Regions from separate parts of the Mus musculus genome. Here region 1 is linked to region 2. A link is a contact called in public HiChIP or PLAC-seq data. All regions are on one chromosome and are shown on one strand. Each heading gives the region's core, a stretch centred on a gene start, on an enhancer-like site or on the middle of the called end of the contact. The rest is flanking DNA. Distances are from core to core; before and after follow the strand shown.

What was found. HiChIP or PLAC-seq counts read pairs in DNA pulled down with a chosen protein or histone mark.
Region 1: an H3K27ac HiChIP or PLAC-seq map of oligodendrocyte precursor cells shows a contact between it and region 2, with 5 times the contacts expected there. The contact joins the enhancer-like site here to the promoter of Sorcs3 in region 2. A contact is called at or near these places in 5 of 39 promoter capture datasets (embryonic stem cells, frontonasal cranial neural crest, hippocampal neurons and 2 more), 2 of 484 Hi-C or Micro-C datasets (3T3-L1-derived adipocytes and nephron progenitors), 7 of 115 datasets of contacts at active chromatin or transcription factors (embryonic basal ganglia, embryonic forebrain, embryonic midbrain and 4 more) and 2 of 9 other capture datasets (adipose tissue and embryonic stem cells).

The regions. Positions count from the first base shown.
Region 1 is chr19:48,426,906-48,432,124 of GRCm38.p6, forward strand. All of the region lies in intron 2 of Sorcs3 (sortilin-related VPS10 domain containing receptor 3), which reads left to right. Among named protein-coding and RNA genes, the nearest start is that of Sorcs3, 220 kb to the left of the region's middle. Within about 2 kb of position 2,971, at least 36 of the 459 cell types and tissues checked have an H3K27ac peak or open chromatin away from gene starts, as enhancers often do. A contact at or near this core is called in forebrain, hippocampal neurons and oligodendrocyte precursor cells, where this site is marked.
Region 2 is chr19:48,202,178-48,207,361 of GRCm38.p6, forward strand. It overlaps Sorcs3 (sortilin-related VPS10 domain containing receptor 3), which reads left to right and starts at 3,848. Exons shown (of 27, transcript NM_025696.3): 1 at 3,848-4,620. The coding sequence starts at 4,003.

The sequences.
Region 1 (5,219 bases), core at 1,721-4,220, 220 kb after region 2:
GCATAGTCAGTACCTTCACATGCTACAGCAGTTCACAGTTGGAGTAGATATTGAGGTGGGCCAACTCAAAGGCCTAGGTAGGAGCCTCGGTGGTAGCCAGGTAGGTCAGCCTGCCCGCTCTCCTGGATTCACGCCACCAGGGTGAAATCCCCAACATTTCTCCAGCTTGCTCACCCAATGACACAGCCAGGAAGAAGAGGGGCCAGCTCTCATGCCCTCCTAACCTCTGCTCTTTACCTTACCGTTCTTGGAAGGCATCATGCAATGGCCACTTCTGACGTATCCTACATCTTGTCTACCAGTGTCTAAAATAGCACAAGATGTTAGGTCATCACCCCCAGAGAAACCCATAGAGCAAGGTAACCAAAGGCAGGCAGGGAACAGGAAGCTCAATGAACAGACCATAGTCCATGTTCGGGGGGATCAGGAGGAGCCCCCGTATAGCTAAATATATGACCAACTGCAGAGAAAGCAAGCCAGCCAGAGGCCAGCCAGTCAGAAGACAGAATAATAATTCAAAGCTCTTGAGAGGTTACTGTGGGTCATTGGCTAAAGACTGCACGTGAATTAACTTGGTAATACATAAACACAGTTCCAAGGAGCCAACTGCCCTGATGATATCTCTGTTGCTGATGAGCAAATCACAGCACGGGGGAGGCTTCACTGAGGACTTCACTGGGAACTAAATCTTAAAGGCTATGCAGGGTCTTGTATGTCAGGAAAAGGGGAGTTTCCAATGAGGGGATGCAGAAAGCCTTCCAGATGAAACTCAGAGCAAACTGACGTTAATTATCAGGATGCTGTAGGAATGTAGCATCTGAGAGAGAATTCTGCTCCTTTAGACATTGTGAATCCCTGGTTCTCAGCTCCATTGTGTGTATCAGCTCTGGGCCTTTGGCAATCCAGGTGGACCCTCAAATGCAAATTGCCAGCAAGATAAATGAGAATTGGCAGGTGTATTTAATTATGTAGCCTTCTGCAGTTCGTCTACGCCAGACATGTTTCTTATGGAGAGTAATTATTCTTAGCATGGCCATCTGAGTGAGATTATGCTTTGGTAATTGGTTCTGAATCCTTGATCCGTTTTTGTTTGAGGGGCCTTGCTGGAATTCCTTTTCAAATTTGTGAACTGAGACTGAAGAATACGAGAGAGAGAGAGAGAGAGAGAGAGAGAGAGAGAGAGAGAGAGAGAGAGAGAGAGAGAGAGAGAGAGAGAGAGAGTTTTTAGAAAGATATCAATTCTGCCCATTCTGGATACCTGCTGAGGTGAAAGAAGGGAGATCCCAAAATGATACACAGGCTTGGAATGGGGGCTGTACTTGTTTAGGCCTCTTAAACCCCACTGAGAGGGCATGAGTTTTTACCCCCTTGCAACTTTTTAGAGTCCTGAGTGGGACATAGTTAACACTTTAGGTGAGGTGGCAGTCCTCTATTTCCTTTTCTTACAATGTCCATGGATGCTAAATATAACTCAGCGCCCATCAGCTTGGCTGGATGAAGCACACAGACTTTACAGCCTGTCAACCAAATCCTAGCCCAAAACTCTGTGCCCAAGACAATAATATTAGTGTAGTTGTAACTGTCTCATGAAGCTTTTAATGGCTGTCCCTTGGTATCTATAAGGGATTAGACCAAGAACCTTCTAAAGATCTCTAAAGTCATCAACAAAGCCACCATTACCATCTCTCTAGTGACCCTTGACTGTTGGCTGTTGTTCTTCTGTCTCTAGGGTTTTGGCTCATTGTCAGTAACTGGAGGGGTTCTCGCAGTGAGGTGCCCCTGAGAGTCTGTCTGCTAGGATCTTTGTGGAAGGGAAGGAAATAAGAGGGTTTGGTGTTAGATTGAATGTGCATCAGGATAACCTGACTTCAGTGGATGATAATCCTCAAACTCCATTCTGGGTTCCATCCTTCAGATTCGTAGGACTCTGGTTCTGGAAGTTGAGAACATGCTGTCATATCCTCTGCCCCTCTCCTCTTCTTTCTCCTCTAAGATAGAGGATGGAAATAAAGAAGGAAGGAAGGAAGGAAGGAAGGAAGGAAGGAAGGAAGGAAGGAAGGAAGGAGCTACTTTCCCTGGTGCCCTCTTTCAGGCTATGATGGTTCATATCAACTGTCAGAAGAATCTAGAATCAATCACCCAGGAGATAAGCCTTTGGGCATGCCTGTGGGGGTTTCCTTCATTCCATTACTATGGGTGAACAGACCTGCCTACTGTTTACAGCATCATTATCTGGCTGGAGAGTCCTGAACTACAAGGGAATCTGGGACTACAAGGATGGAGAGAGGGAGCTGAGAGCAGAGTGTATGCATAGCTCTCTGCTTCTTGATAGGGCCAGCTGCTTCAAAGTCCTTGCATATTACCTACTCTCCCAAGATGGGCTGAACCCTTGAGCTGTGAGCCCGAATAGACCCCTTTGCCTTGAAGTTGCTTTTATTAGACAGTATTCTCATAGCAAGAGGAAGAGAAAGGACGGCAGAAGGTATCTGGGCTCTGATGAGCTTCTCTTCTCTGGCTTCATTTCCTCATGTATGAGTGCTTGCCCAAATGTGCATGCACATGCCCACTCCTACGCACTGCTATGAACAATATGGGTTGAAAAGTTTGTTTTCTGAAAAGTACAATATGCTGAAGATTTGGCAGAAGGGAAATTGTCTTATGTGCTGAAAGCATCATCATTTGCTATGCGTGAAAGCTTATGGCTGGAAAGACTGATATTCCATTTGCAGAACATGATTTATAATCATGTGCATATGTGTGGGCACATCTCCCCCCCCCCCCCATCAAGACAGAGACAGAGAGAGACAGCAAGAGAGACACTTGTTTATAACAAATGTGTTAAGAAAGGACAAGGAAAGATATAAAGAAGGTCTGCCCCGTTCTGTAGCAGAGAGCAGGGCATGCCCAAGTGTCAGCCATGTTCACACAAAGGAACTTTTGTTTCTTGTCTGCAAAAGCTATCAGAAAACCACAGCAAAGGCTCCCAGTGCAGAAGGCTGGAGGAGGGGCAGACTGCCGATTTCCTCATTGAGGATTTCCTTTCCTTTGCATCAGTGGGTGGGATAAAACCCTTGGTTTGCTGCAGATGAGATTCCTCCTGGTTGGAACCCTGTCATTCCTGAATGGGCTTGGCAGCCTCTATGCTCTGAAGCACCCCCTTAGGGATGTGGAGCAGCTCTTGAGCTCTGGAGTCCATTCTGAGCACAGCACAGGCAGTCAAGAGCTCAATTTAGCTTTCAGACAACTGTCTTCACAAGCGCCGGTCTACCTACTGAAGGAATGTGTGTATGGCAGGTAATTTCCTCCCTCTTTTTTTATGGGGGAAACAATTGCCTTTGCTAGGTAGAGCATCGGCGCCTTCAAATGCGATAGCCACACAATCACTGCTCGGAGATGTGCAGTCTCTCATTTTTATTATAATCGTGGCATATCTTTAATTCGCTTGGCATAATGCACTTAATCCATAATTATAAAATATGCAACTAGCCTTTGGCCTCATTCTGCTCTCTCACCACAGAGGCAGTTGGTGCTTTTTATTAATTTAACTTTATACAAGCTAACAGATTGCCATAAAGGAAAACAGGATTTCTCAACCAGTTCGGCTAATAGCTGTGCTTCAGCGAAGGGCCCCGTGGTATGTGTTGAGCAATAACCACCTCTTTCCACACTACTTGCAGGTTTTAATTGAATTTCTGTCCCCTGGATATCATACTGAAACTATTCATCTGTTCCAGTAAGTCTTCTGATATTAAACAAGTTTGTTGGGTTATTATGGTAATGTAAATACGGTTAGACAGTTGATTTCCATTAAAAAAGGGAGATGCACTGCCCAGGTGAAGTTCACAGAGTTAAGGGAGATGATTGTGAATATGGCCAAGCAAAGAAATCCGAGTAAAAAACCAGTGGGCTTGTCTTCCCTTCATCTGCAATCTCTCCTCTTTGCTTGACAGAGGGGATTTTTTTTTGACTGTCTGACAGATTTTGGTAAATGAAACAATAAGGCATACATCTAAATAGTCTTTTTTTTTTTTTAACATTCTAGCCATTTCGCCCTCCCAGTCCCTCCTCCCACAGTTCCTCATCCCATTCCTCCTCCTCCTTTTCTCCAAAAGAATGCCTCCCCAACCCCCCCAAACCTCCCCATTCCCAGGGGCCTCAAGTCTCTCCAGGATTAGGCACATCTCTCACGGAGACCAGACTGGGCAGTCCCATGCTATCTAAGTTCAGGGGCCTCAGCCATCCCGTGTATGTTGCTTGGTTGGTGGCTCAGTCTCTGAGAGCTCCTTAAGGTTAGTTGAGACTGCTGGTTCTAGACTTCCATTCTACCCCTCAAATACCCATTAATTTTATCTATTTCTCTCTGTATTCCCTCTCATCAGCTTCTCCTCTTCTCCACTTGATCCTCCCATTACAATCCACCTTCAATCCCCTCATAATTATTCTATTTCCCTTTCCTAATAAGATCTATTTGTATCTTTCCTAATAAGATCTATCCTTACTACCCTTTGTGTTTCTATGGAATGAAGTTTGATTATTGACTTAACAGCTAACAGCCACATAGAAGTGAATACATACCATATTTGTTTTTCTGGGTCTGGGATACCACACTCAGGATGATATATATGTATATATATATATATATATATATATATATATATATATATATATACATACACACACACACACATATATATATATACACATACATATATATATACATACATACATTCACACACACACACACACACACATATATATATAATAGAGCAGCAATGAAAATGGTTGATCAAGGTCTTAGTGGTAGGATTAAACATCTTTTGGGTATATACCCAAGTGTGCTATAGCCCAAGTGGATCTTGAGGTAGATCCATTCTCATCTTCCTGAAGAACTGCTACAGTGATTTCCATGGTAACTGTACATGTTTGCACTCCATCCACAATATTCCTCTCACTTGACATCTTCAACAGCATGAGATGCCACTAGGTTTCTGCTCCTTGCCATTCTGACAGATGTAGAATGGAATCTCAAAGCAGTTGCATTTATTTTGCTGATGGATAACGATGTTGAGTATTTCTTTAAGTGCATCTTGGCCTTTTGAGTTTTCTCTATTGAGAATTCTCTGTTTCAATCTGTAACCCGCTTTTGAATTGAGTTTTTTTCTTAATATCTAGTTTCTTGAGTTCTTTATATATTTTGAATAGTACCCCTTTATTGAATG
Region 2 (5,184 bases), core at 2,598-5,097:
CAACAAAAATCCCCAAGACTGTTTGGAAAGACTTTCAGCCTCATTTCATGGTTAACTTAGGGTATGATTTGCTCTCTCTAGTTTTCTACAATAGGAGCAGAAGGTCTGGTGACAAAACATTTTCTTTGTGTCGCCTCCTTTGCTTTTCCCCTTGGTTAAAGTGAAGGTTCACCTTATCGATAAACCTGTTCTTTTCAGCTGAGCCAGTTACCATATTAGCAAAAGAGACAGGAACATTTAGACACAGTCCTTTTTGTTTGAATTCCAAAGTTAGAAGGCAAGAAAACAAAGGATTTGGTGAAGATGCTGACATGATTATCATGATAATGGATATGGTGTTAGATACTATGGGACTTGGGGCAGACAAAAAAACTCGAGTAAAACCATAGCAGAAGGTACATTGTAGACTTATGGGACACAGTTAGAAGGGCCATGATGGTGGGACAGTACACACAACTTTGAATCCATTCTAAGAGTGTATAATGATTGATCACTGAAAAATTTGGGGATCAATTTATAACATCATCTTCCACATGAATTAACAAGTTGTATCTGAAGCTATGGTGTTTAAAAAAGAGTAGCCACCAGTTACTTATGGTAATTAAACATTCAAATATGGTAGCCTACATCCAAATCGTCTATAAGAGTAAAATATTTTATTGTGAAGACTTGGTACAAAACATGTTAAAATATTTTAACAATTTTGATTTTGGTCATTAGTGGAAATGTAGGTGTTTGACAAATTCGACAGCGTAAAAATGTAAAATTAATTTCACTACAGTTACCCACGAGGCTCATATCTTGTTGCTGCATTGTTCTGGCTGGCTCCAAGAAGGAAAAACTTGAAGATCAGGAAATGATAGGCGGCTACCTCAACTCTTGGACAAGTGATGCTCCATGTCAGAATCACCACTGTGTTTGATTCTGGGAGCGAACAAGAGAGATCAGGTGAAGCCTTTTTAGTTGGACCTGACCAGTGTTAGGTCTAAGCGTTAAGGTTTCATGGCATGTGTTTGCATTACTGAGATGTGCCAGGGTGCTGGTGGGTCTTGATGCATGTGCCACGTGGTTCTTCCTGTCAATTCTCGTAGAAAGACTTAGCTCCCTACAAGAATAAAGTTGGGGCAGTGGGACTAGTAGCCTTATGACGAACACAGCTTTGAGAGAGTTCCAGATCTTGCAAGAACTAGATTAATACTTGAGATCATGGGTTGTCGTGAAGCCGGTGACCTCTTCTGTGTCACTCACATGCACTCCTAACCGTGATGGCATCCTTCATGCAGTGACAGGCATGGGTACCTCAGCATATGAGGCTGCCCAGTTTTGATCTCCACTGTTTCTAGAACTGTGAGCCAAAACAAACATATTTTCTTTATAACGTACTTACTTATCATCAGTGACAGGAGAAGCTAATCGAATGCGATTAAAGGTAGTCTCGGGGTGGAGGGTGGGGTGTGTCCTAACATGTTAGCGAACAAGAGAAAAACTATTGGGAGAGGCTTTGTCACGTTAGAAACTGTCACCCCTATGAAAAGCATCTATATACCTCTGCCTTCAACATTTTAGCTGCTGAGTCAGCCTGGAAGATCTCTCTTGGGAATCACAAGGGTAGATGTTCCTGATGAGAAAGGCAAACTCACTTAGAGGTTCGCGGATTGCTTTCCTTGTGTGTGTGTGTGTGTGTGTGTGTGTGTGTGTGTGTGTGCCCGCGCGGGGGAGTGGGGGTGGGGGTGGGGGTGCGCATAGAGGCGGCGGCGAGGAAATTGGTCAGCTCCTCCCTTGTGGGGAGACTTGGGAGGCTGTAAGAGCCTTGTATCCAGAAGTGAACGGACATACCAGATCTCTTAAATCCTAGCACCCTGCTTAGAAACGGATCAGGGGGGTAAACCTCACTAGGTTGCGGTTGCAGCTCCCCGCCTTCTCCGGTAGGGGCGCTGGGCACCAGCAGATAGCTTATTCTCTCCCAGCACTGGCTCCAGCGCCCACCTGGATCCGTAGCTTTGCAACTTTTCACCCCTGCATCAACGCGCTGACCCGCGTCTGGAAAAAAATCCACGAATGCCAAGTTCATTTCATTCTTGGTGGGAATTACCCTTGTCTTCTTTGTCCAGCCTAGCCATCTTCTCCGCTCCCAATTTTCATTTTAGCTTTGGTGGGAAAGCAAGTTCAAAAGGCGAGGGCTCCCGGGAATCCCTGGCTTGCATCCTTCAGGCCCAGAACCCCGCTCCTTCGCATCGCAGCACACCTGATCTTTCCCAGGGTGTTCTCAGAGTTCCTACTCTTCTTTCGCATCATCCTCTCCCCTCCCCTCTTCCATTTCCCCTCTTTGTTTGCTCACACCTCCAACCACAATTCCTCTTCCATCGCCAGCTTTCACCTTCTACAAAGAATCTCTTCTAATTCCTAAGGGGAAGGAACAACTTGGAGGCTATGTTCCTCGTTTAGCCTTGGCACTCCCCCCTCCCCCATCCTTTTCCGGTGTTTCCTGGAGGCCACCTGTCCTAAAGGTTGTAAGCCACGTCTCCAGCCAGCCCTCAAGCTTAGCACCCCTCTCTCCACCTCACCAAAGTCTCTGTCTTCCTGAGGTCTGGAAGAGTCCCAGTCGCATCAGGCGCGCATACCCTCCTGCCACGGGGGACAGGGGACCTGATAAATGCTTGCTGCTTTGGGCAGGGGACCTTCCAAATAGTGGCAGACACTTTGAAACAAGTGGCCCTGCTCAAAAGCGCGTCTGGGGGTCAGAAGGGCAAGACCTAGCAGTCCCTGGCAGGAAAACAGGACCTGGATCTACTACTGTCCTCCCACATCTAGTGTAGGGTCCCCAGAATATCAGCCTTTGCTTTGCCCGGCGGCTTTCAGGCTCGCTTTCCAGACCTCCAGGCGGCTTAATCTGATGACGCCCACAGGTGCTGGAGGACCGTGCCTCATGAAGAGGGGTGCTACCCTTGTTCTCCACATTGCCTCTGACCACTCACAGGCTTCTGGATGTGCAAACAGCCTATGCGTGATTCTCGAGCACCCACGGCCGGAGCGCACCTCGCACTCCGCCCCGCCCCGCCCCGCCGCTCTCACTCACACAAGCCAGTGTAAACGCGCACGCAGGGAGCCGCGCGCCCCCGCACACCCAGCAACACCCCCCCCCCCCAGCTCAACCAGGTACCGACCCCCCAGGCGCCCTCCCTCCAGCCCTGGAACACCCTGGTCTCCCTCTCTCCCTCTCTCGCCTGCGCGCACGCACGCGCACGCACGCACTCCCCGCGCCCCCGCACCGGGAGGGGGCGCAGGCCTCCGGGGGCGGGGAGCCCAGAGCAGAGTCGTGGGTCCATCCCGCGCTTGGCTTCAGAGCGGTAGCTCCCGCCTGGCCCTGGTCTCCAGATCGAGAACAGTTGGCAGTGGAGATAATTTACTCCTCCTTCTCCTCCCGGAGACCCTATACTTCCCGCACGCCGTCTCCCGCTCCCAAGAACAGACCGAAGAGTGAATCCCCAAACGCAGCCAGGAGCGGCTTCCCAACTCCGCGCCCGAAGCTGGCTGGCTGGTGGTTGGATTTCCGAAAGACTCCGGATAAGGGTCTGCTGTGAGCCCCCCCCCCCCCTCCTCCAAGATCCAGCTAGCGTTGCCCATTTTAAGAGGATTTCCCTATTCCCTCTGAACACTCCTTTTCACAAATTTTTTAAAAGAGGTCGGTGGAAAAGATTGGGAGGGGGGGCATTTTAACAACAGCATCAAACCGGCCAGAGCATCGAGAGAGCATTTAATAAACTGCCTTTGGGTTTTGGAATCACCCTCTGGACCTGGGAGCAAGCGATCCAGAGGGGAAGAGTGTAAGGGACAGGCGAACCACCTCCTTCCCGGCCGCCCCCTCCTCATTCCCCTGACACACTCGCTAGCTTGCTTGCCGGCGCGCGCATCCCTCCAGCACCCCCCACCCCCCCTCCATCGGACCCGCACCTCGGCGGGCGCCACACACTCGGCAGCCCGAGCCGTGGTAGCCGCAGCGGGATGGAGGCGGCAGGCACTGAGCGCCCCGCAGGCTGGCCCGGGGCACCCCTCGCCCGGACTGGGCTGCTGCTCTTGTCAACATGGGTCCTGGCCGGCGCCGAGATCACTTGGGGCGCGACAGGAGGTCCGGGGCGCCTGGTGTCCCCGGCTTCACGACCACCAGTGTTGCCTCCTCTCTTGCCACGGGCAGCGGAGAACCGGTGGCCTGAGGAGCTGGCATCTGCACGGAGAGCCGCTGCACCGAGACGCCGGTCCAGGCTAGAGCCACTATCCCAGGCGAGCCGCGGGGAGATACGGACTGAAGCTGCGGGAATGTCGCCTGAAGGCGCTAGGTGGGTCCCGGGCATTCCATCTCCTAGCCAGGCGGGCAGTGCGAGGAGGACTCGCCGGGCGCAGCCCCCAAGCCCCCTGGAGCGCGGGGACTCTTGGGCTACTGCTCTCGCAGATGGTGCCAAAGGAAGCCGTCCTCACACCAAGGGTTCGCGAGAGGAGGTGAGGGCGACGCGGACTGGAGGAGCGTCCACTGAGGAGCTCCGGCTGCCCAGCACGTCTTTTGCACTGACCGGGGACTCGGCTCATAACCAAGCCATGGTGCACTGGTCGGGACACAACAGCAGTGTGAGTACCCATCTGGCACAGATCGCTAGTCTCCTGACAGCCGAGGGTAACGGTAATGGGAGGCGGGGGGTGGTGGGGGGGGGGGTGAGGAGAGGGGCGAGGGACAGATAGTTTCTCAGGGTCCAGAAGGAGAATCAGAATCCCCGGACTTTTAGAGAGGGGTTTGTCCTGCCCACTTCACGCCCCCAACAGGTTAGCCGAGTTTTGTTATAAGATGGCGTGTGCATCTGTTTACTGAAGACCCCAGTACTGAGGCTGTCTGGAGGGCTAAGAGGAAAGTGTGTCTTAAAAGCTGTCTGGGTGAGGAATCTGGTCACTCTCTCCCGCATCCAGGTCGGAGAGTGACTTTTTCTTTTCTGGGGAAAGGATGGATGCTTGAATTCGTGAGTGTAAACATGGGCTGATGTGGAGAAATCTCTAGACAAATTCCCGAGACTGGAGGAGCTCCCTTTTAGCCCTGGGGTCATGTGAAGGGAACCAGGGAGCTAGGGAGACTGAGGCCACAGGGACAGCAGAACACTTGTTCATTTTGGGGTCGCTGCTCAGCACATGACGTTCTAGCCA